Linked DNA regions of Sus scrofa: region 1 is linked to region 2. A link is a contact called in public HiChIP or PLAC-seq data. All regions are on one chromosome and are shown on one strand. Each heading gives the region's core, a stretch centred on a gene start, on an enhancer-like site or on the middle of the called end of the contact. The rest is flanking DNA. Distances are from core to core; before and after follow the strand shown.

Region 1 (4,008 bases), core at 79-2,578, 49 kb before region 2:
GTGGGTGAGAGAGCAGAGATCACGGGAAGAGGTTGCAGACTGCATTCAGAGGCTTTTACCCAACTGCTGCATGAAGACCCGAGCCACCTTCTCAGGCAGAATCCTGCGGGTATGGATGAAGCGAGAGAGGTCACCTCCTGCACAGAACTCCATGATGAGGTAGATGTTGTCACTGTCCCACTGTGATGAGAGGCAGAGAGGAGGCTTGGAGAGAGGGTCCTTTCTCCAGCCCTCTTTGGGGGTGGCCCCGCCGCAGGTCCACACCTGGAAGTCCTTCAGCTGCACGATGTGTGGGTGTCGAATGCCCTTGAGGATCTCAATCTCTGTCAGGAGGTTTTCCACAGATGCCTTGTTCAGACTCTTCTTGGCCACACACTTTATGGCTACCACCTCACGAGTGTCCTTCTGTGGGGACAGGAGATTTGAGAGCTCTGCCTTGAGAAAACCAGGGACCATGTGTGGCCAGAAGGGCTCTGGTTCCTCTGGCCCTCTCCCCCTCACTGGGCCTGCCCACTCACACCCGCTCCAGGCTTCCCAGCTGCCCCTTCCCAGGCCAATGAGGCACCCAGATTCTGGAATTTCAGCTTCCCCACAAGCCTGGTGTTCTCTGCTCCACAATCCCTTTCACTGAGTTCTAGGCGCCCCTGCTGAGGAATGCCCTTTCCTGCTCTACACCGCACACTCTGCGTCCTCCGTGGGTCCAGTCTCCTAGAACCCTGCCCCAGACTCCTCCCAGCCCACAGAGACCGCCCCCCCCCCCCCTGTTGTGAGCCTATTCTGGGGCCACTGACACAGAGGCTGCATGGAGGATTCCACCTGTGTCTCCACACAAAATGGGTGTGTGCGCGTGTGTTGGTTTTGAAGGCCTATTTGTGGCGGTCACCTCCCACCCCCTCCACAGAACCTGGGAGGGACAAGGCAGATGTGAGCCCCGAGTGCCTCTCACGCCGTCTCTAACCTCTCCTAGTTTCCGGCCCAGCACCCGGCTCGGCTTGCTCGCCGTCGACTTGCTCTTGCGGGCACGGAGACCAGGCCCTCAGAAGTTCTCGTGCCCCCAGATCCTGCCTTTCACAGAAACCCCGGGGCGCCCCGCACCCACCTTGGCGTAGGCCTTGTACACCGTCGCGTACGTGCCACTGCCCAGGCGCTCGGTGAGGATGAAGCCTTCCAGCCGCGGGGGACCCCAACCTGGCCCTGCCATCCCGACCGCCCCGCGCCAGCCGCCGGGCGCTTCCTGGTTCCCGGCGCAGGGTTCCGGCTGGGAGCCGAGAGGGTAGAGCGCGACGCGGCCGGAGTGGACTCCACACTGCCCCCAGCGCCGCCCGCCGGAAGTGCAGCACGGCGGGCTGGGCGGGGCTCCCCACCCCCCAGATGCTCGTCCAGGGCGTCCGCCCCCACCGGCCCTGGAAATCACATGATCTGCCAGTACGCACAAGACCTACTTGGGCAGGCTGAATAGAAGTGAGCAGGAGCCGGCAGACAGATCACTCGGGGAATTTCATCCAGGTTCAGACAGCATCCTAGAGATCGACCACGGGAAGACAGAGGAGGAGTCCTGCTGCGCAGGTGTGTAAAATGTAGGGAAGATTCCAAGAGGCCCCCTTTCCCCAAGACCAGCAGCTCCGAACGTGAAAGTACTGGTACAAGAAATTACCACCAGGGTGTTCCCATCGTGGCTCAGTGGTTAACAAACCCGACTAGTATCCATGAGGACGTGGATTCAGTCCCCGGCCTCGCTCAATGGGTTAAGGATCCTGCTGTTGCCACCAACTGTGGTGTAGGTTGCAGATGTGGCTCAGATCCTGCATTGCTGTGGCTGTGGTGTAGGCCAGCAGCTATAGCTCCAATTCGACCCCTAGCCTGGGAACCTCCCTATGCCATGGGTGAGGCCCTAAAAAGACAAAAAAAAAAAAAAAAAAAAAAGAAAGAAAGAAAGAAAAGAAAGAAAAGAAAAAGAAGGAAAAGAAATTACCACAGAAGAGGCCAAACAGTCTCAGTAAGGGGCTTAGCCCCAGGGGTGAGGGCCTTGGCCTGTCACAGACCAGCCAGGGAGTGGAGTGGCCAGATGCAGCATCTTCACTGTCCCTTCCTGCCTGAGGCTGGCGTGCCTCAGCCCCCACCTACCCTGTGGGCCTCTCCCACTTCCCAAGTCCAGCAGACACGAGGACCAATGTTGTCTGAAAATGTCTTGTTTTATTTAAGGACAAAAATTGAGACATAACATATACATTTTTACATGGAGAAAAAAATACCAGAAAGGAGTTTACAAAACCGTCGTCACTGACATTATCATCCAGTGGCTCTGGGGCTGTATGGGGTGGCATCCTGTGGGCTGCCTGAGATGGGCCCAGGACCTAGAGACCTAAGGCAAGCCAGTTTTTTGAGATGTCCCCTCAGTCCACACACCCACTTGTACCACCTGTGGTGGACACGGTACAGGTTTTAACTCTGAACTACTAGGTACCCATCACAGTGACACATGTCCTGGGAAATCCCCAGGACTAGAAGAAGGTGACCTAGTCTCTACTTGAAGTATGGGAGGAACCCTGGAGGATTAGTCTGGAACTCTCAAAAAGGTGGCTCATCAGTCCAGTCTGAAGGATGCATTTCTGGACTGATTCCCCCTGCCCTCCCTAAGAGTCATACAAGCTAGATATTGCTGATGCGGGGGGTGGGGGGCAAGGTAAAGGGCAGCTGTCCCTCAGGAAGAGAGGAAATCAAAACAAACAGGACCAAAAACAAACCACACCAGAACAGTGCGACCCACTCTCCTAGAAGACTGCCAAAGGCTGGTCAGGACAACTTGGGGTCAGTGTCCTCGAGCTCTCCCCATCCCCAAATCCCAACCAACCCCATTGCACATTCAGTAAGTCTAAAGAGGAAAGGGTTCAAGGAGCACCCCAGAGGGTACTGCCCATACCAGGAGGGAACGGGTCTAAAGGGTTGTGAAACTGTGAGAAACGTAAGGCTGGAGCAACCAGGCCAGAGGCTCTGGAAGCCCAAAGACCACCCGAGACTGACCTGGGGAACAGAGCCCAGACTTCAGCTCATCTAAAGGGGAGCCCTTAGGAGACCTCCTCAGCCTGGCTAGGAAGGAAGAGCGGGCCTGTGGAGCCAGATTCAGGCCAGGCCTGCTCAGGTAAGAGTGGTGTCTCAGGACCCCGACAGAAAGAAAACTCCAGCTGTGGTGGGCCCAGGGCAGCTGGCGATCCCAAATGTGTACGTGTGTGTGTGCGCGTGTGCGTGTGTGTGTAGAAGAGAACTTCAGTCCCACTGTCTCCAGAGGGACCAAAAACCCTACCAAACCACCACCAGAGAAGGAATGATAGCTTTGTTTTCCTCTTTTCTCCTGTGTAAAAAAAAGTCCCTGTCCCTCCCTCCCCTTTCCTCAAGTGGAAGGGACAGCTGGCTGCTGAGGAAGGAGGAAGAAACACGGGCGAGACCCTCCCCAGGTCTGTGCTGGGCATAACCACTGCGTAAGGCACCCACAGAAAGTGCAGCTCAGAAGGCAGGTTGAGAGAAAGGGCTGGGCCAAAGGGAGGAGAGGCAAGAGGACTAATTCCCCTGGAAGGCTCCTCGGGCAGCAGATGAGGCGGCGCTCTGGAAGGTCCTGCTGCTGAAGATGCCCTGGGAAAACTCCTCTTGGGCCTGCTGGAAGCTGGCCCCAGTCCGGCGGTACAGGGAGTGAACCTGTGGAAAGAGGCTACGGTGAGAGAAGCCCGCCCTGTGGGCCACCAGGAAGCCCAGCCTGCTGACCTCCCACCCAGAGCCTTGGAGGGAGCTGCGGGACCTCTGGGGACCCAGGAGGCCATAGCGATGGACATCTCCATGGAGAAGGCTGGAGAGAGGTGCCTGCTTCCTCGGGTCTGCTGTTGGCCCAGCACCACCACTCACCCGCTTCAGGAGAAAGAGTGAGAGCACGGCACAGAGGGTGAAGAAGCCAGCCACCACCATCATGATGATTGACACGGCCAAGTCTTCCTTCAGTGTGGACAGGGCTGCGATCCA
Region 2 (4,163 bases), core at 193-2,692:
TGACCTATGAGTCCTCTAAGCAAGCCATCCTGGGAAGGGATAGTGCAGCCCTGGAACATGCACAAAAGGTCTTGGAAGAGACAGGGAATAAGCAAAGCAAGTGATCTGCAATTTTACCCAAATCACTCCCCAAGGGTATTTCCAAGGAGTGCACTTACCTGTCAGAGTCAAGGGACACCAGGTTTTCATCTGGACTCTGACTAAGAGCAGTATAGCCCTTGTTAAACTTCACTGACCTAAGGGGAGATGGGGGGAAAACCAAGCATAGGTAAAGCACCAGCTTTTCGCAGCGAAAGCCAGAGTCCTCACCCTTATGGGAAAAAACCCAACTGATGGCACTACTCCTGACTTGCCTTCTACCTGGTCACACAGCCACCACTGCCTGCCATGTATGTGGCTACAGCTCCTCAGAATATGCACTTCCTCACACCACTCCCCCTGCTGCTCCTGAAGAAAAGCACACCCCCTCTTTAATGAATTGGGAAAAGCCCTGTCTCCCCACCTAATTTAACCAGGGAACAGAAAAAGTTCTTAGGCAAATTCCTTCACCTGCTTTAGCCCTTATTTGTAAGAGAGGCCCTGGATAAAGTCCCACCCAATCCTTAGAGTTTACCATTCTGTTAGAAGCAAACAAACAGCCCTGACTTCCCACACTGCTCTCCATCCTCACTCTTTGGGGCCCCAGCCACTATATTCCTCCCTAACTTAGTGAATGACCCTACTCACTGACAAAACTTATTCCAAAGCCCTTTCCTTGAAATCATCACATTCTAGAAGGAAAAGAAAAGGTGGTTCCTCTTCTCATTTTAATGCAGTGAACCTGACAGGTTGGCTTCAGGGGAATCACTAGTTCGGCCCCTAAACGTGTGTTTGCTTTCTGTCTCCCGGCCTGAACACTAAAGCCTTCTCTGGAAACGGTTGCACAGAGGAAGTGGCGCTTGCTGAGACCTTTTTCCTGAAGAGTCGGGGCGGTTCGGCGCGGCACCCAGCATGCCCTTTCTCCGCAAAACTGCCTTGGCCAGGTCCCGGTGTTTCTCTGGAAGTCAAAGGGCCGCAGTCAGAGGGATCCTCCCCATTCCGCAGTGTATCCCAAACGCCAGGAGCCCGCTCTCCGAACGGATTTTGAGGTGCGGGAGCGGGCTGCAGGTGCCCCTCCAGGGTCGCCCCGGTGCGGCTCCGGAGCCCGCCCGGGGACACAGCAGCCCGCCCCGGCAGAGAACCCCCACCAGGCAGCACTCACGCAACTTGGCCTGAATGGAAGGCGCGCGCGTCACCATGTATGGCCCCCGCTTCTCCACAGCAGCCAGAGTCCGCTCCCCAAGCCGGGGTACTCCAATACCGCTTCGGCCGGAGGGCGGACCTGCAGACCCAGCACCGCTGGGCCGGGGTCCCAGAACGGACGCCAGAACCGCGTGCCCACTGGGCTCCGCTGTCGCCATCGCTTGGCCACGCCCCTCCGGGTGGTGGAGCCCCGCCTCCTGGCTAACCAGCCAGCAACCGGGAAGGAGGCGGTCTCTCCTCGAGCAAGATGGCGGCGCGCGGGCGCAGATTGTACCCGCCTGAGCTTTCCGGTCCCATCAGTTGCGGGGTTGGCTCAATTGTTCCGCCCTTCCGGAGGGTTTGGATTGCTGCAGTCCCGCCTTTCTGGCACACCACGTGCTTTTAGTTGGCCTGAGTTCCTGGCTGTCAAACTAAATTTTTTCTCTAGTGGAAATTAAATATCAATATTTTCGGGGTGGCCGCGGATGTGCACCTGCGGACTTCGAGCTCTTTGCGCCCTGGTGCGCACGCGCTCCTCGTGGTATCTGCGCATGGGTCCTCTTGCCACAGCCGCAGCTCCCCCAGGGCGGACCGGGGAGAGCTTGGATTGAACCAGAAAGAGCAGTAGGAGACAGGAACGTGTCAGCGCCCTTCTCCAGAAAAGAAACTAGGCGCGGGAAAACAGTTTAAAGACCTTGTGGAGGTCACACAACCAGAGACACTGCCTGCGCTGATACTCTAATGTCAAGTCCAGGTTATTTCCAACACCACGCAATGCCTGAGACCTTGGATGAGGCTGACTCTCTCTAGGACTCAGTTTTCACATATTATTATTATTTTTTGTCTTTTTAGGGCCGCACCCGTGGCATATGGAGGTTTCCAGCCTACCGGGTCTAATCGGAGCTACAGCTGCCGGCCTATGCCACAGCCACAGCAACGCGGGATCCAAGCAGTGTCTGCAACCTACACCACAGCTCACGGCAGCGCCGGATCCTTAACCCACTGAGTGAGGCCAGGGGTGGAACCCGCATCCTCATGGCTCTTAGTCGGATTCGTTTCTGCTGCTCCACCGGGAACTCCAGTTTCCACGTTTTAAAATGGAACCAATATCACTACCCTTCTTACAGCGACAAACAAGGGCAAAATAGGCCTTGGGAAGAAGAATGAAAGTGTGTCCAGGCCGGAGCTGTCACAGCTCGTGACTTCTCTGGCCCCCAAGGGATGTGTTTGTAGCTGGCTGGTAAGTAGCTCCAGATCCTTGTAGTAACTGCGAAATCTCATGAGGCTGTCCCAAGGCTAATTTATTAGTCTCCACAGGGTAGTTCAAAAATGTACAACTTATGAGCCTCCAGGGCCACAAAAACAGTTGAGTGGGAGTGTGATTAGGCGGGATAGGAGAAAATAATTTATGACTGCGTTTTTTAAAGTTTTATTTTTTAGAGCCACAGGTGCGGCATATGAAAGTTCCCAGGCTAGGGGTGGAATCAGAGCGGCAGGTGCAGGCCTATGCCACAGCCACATCAACTCGGGATCCTTAGTCTGAATCCTCATGGATACTAGTAGGGTTTGTTTCTGCTGAACCACAATGAGAACTCCTAGAACTAAATTTTTTGAAAAATGAGAAGCAGAGTTCTTTCGTGGCACAGTGAGTTAAGAATCCAGCATTGTCACTACAGCAGCTTGGGTAGCTGCAGTGGCGTGGGTTCCATCCCTGGTCCAGGAACTCCTGTGCCCCCAAAAAGAAAAATCAGAAGCATAAAGGAATGCTATTTTGGTTGATTCCACCATTTTTGACCTCCAGAAGCAACGACTTCATATGACTCAATATTTTCTCCTTTTGACTACTACTTCTGTTAAGCAAATGATGCTTACATTTGGTTGGATTCGCCAGTTAGGTGGTAAACCTGGAATTCGAACCTAGCCTGTGGACTCCAAAGAGGTGGTTTTCCTCATGGCTATTGCTGCCTGTTAAGCTGATGGATATTTCACTAAGGGCCAAAAAAATGTGACCAGAACCTTTCCACATTACAAAATCTCCAGGAACTAGTAGCCAAAAAGTCACCCATCCATGTCACTCTGGGTCTCCCATTACTAGTGCTCAGCTAATTGTTATGTCATTGAATATGAGCCCTGAACCCAGATTTTAATTCTTTATCTGTGTCCTTATTTGAGGAACAGGGATTTTAATAGTACTTGCATAATAGAATTTATAAGGTTAAATCCTAAGGTGCTTGGAATGGTACCTGGCATGTACTAAGTGCTCAAGAAATGTAATCTTAGGAAGTTTACAGTGTTTTAAGTATGTAGTGTTTATTCTCTCATTTCGATTTACCCTCCCCAAGGGCAGACTTCCTTATTTATTTATTTATATTTTTATTTTTTACTTTTCAGGGCAGCACCCACGGCACATGGAAGTTCCCAGGCTAGGGGGTGAATCGGAGCTAGAGCTGCTGGCCTGTGCCACAGCCACAGCGACATGGGATTTGAGCTGTGTCCGTGATCTACACCACAGCTCACAGTAATGCCAGATCATTAACCCAGCAAGGCCAGGGATCAAACCTGTTTCTTCGTGGATACTAGTCGGGTTCATTACCCTGAGCCACTATGAGAACTCCCTATTAGATATTTTATTATCTTTGATGCAATTGTAAATAGGATTGTTTTAATTTCTTTCTGATAGCTTTTAAGTGTATAGAAACAACATATTTCGATACATTGATTTTGTATCTTGATGCTTTACAGTATTTACTAGTTGTGACAGTTTCTTTAGTTGTTTTTTTTTTTTTTTTTTTTTTTTTTTTTTTTTTTTTGCTTTATAGGGCCGCACTCATGGCATATGGAGGTTCCCACGCTAGGGGTCCAGAGCCACAGCAACTCGCTGAGCCGCGTCTACAACCTATACC

Evidence for each region. HiChIP or PLAC-seq counts read pairs in DNA pulled down with a chosen protein or histone mark.
Region 1: an H3K27ac HiChIP or PLAC-seq map of alveolar macrophages shows a contact between it and region 2. The contact joins the promoter of ULK3 here to the promoter of FAM219B in region 2. A contact is called at or near these places in 1 of 5 promoter capture datasets (liver), 3 of 47 Hi-C or Micro-C datasets (embryonic fibroblasts, liver and skeletal muscle) and 2 of 2 datasets of contacts at active chromatin or transcription factors (alveolar macrophages and skeletal muscle).

What each region holds. Positions count from the first base shown.
Region 1 is chr7:58,697,309-58,701,316 of Sscrofa11.1, reverse strand. It overlaps ULK3 (serine/threonine-protein kinase ULK3), which reads right to left and starts at 1,328. Exons shown (of 15, transcript XM_021099044.1): 1 at 1,100-1,328; 2 at 265-405; 3 at 60-180. The coding sequence starts at 1,201. SCAMP2 (secretory carrier membrane protein 2) reads right to left here. Exons shown (of 9, transcript NM_001243492.1): 8 at 3,895-4,008; 9 at 2,177-3,690. The coding sequence ends at 3,556.
Region 2 is chr7:58,648,049-58,652,211 of Sscrofa11.1, reverse strand. FAM219B (family with sequence similarity 219 member B) reads right to left here and starts at 1,442. Exons shown (of 5, transcript NM_001243582.1): 1 at 1,241-1,442; 2 at 949-1,036; 3 at 159-236. The coding sequence starts at 1,439.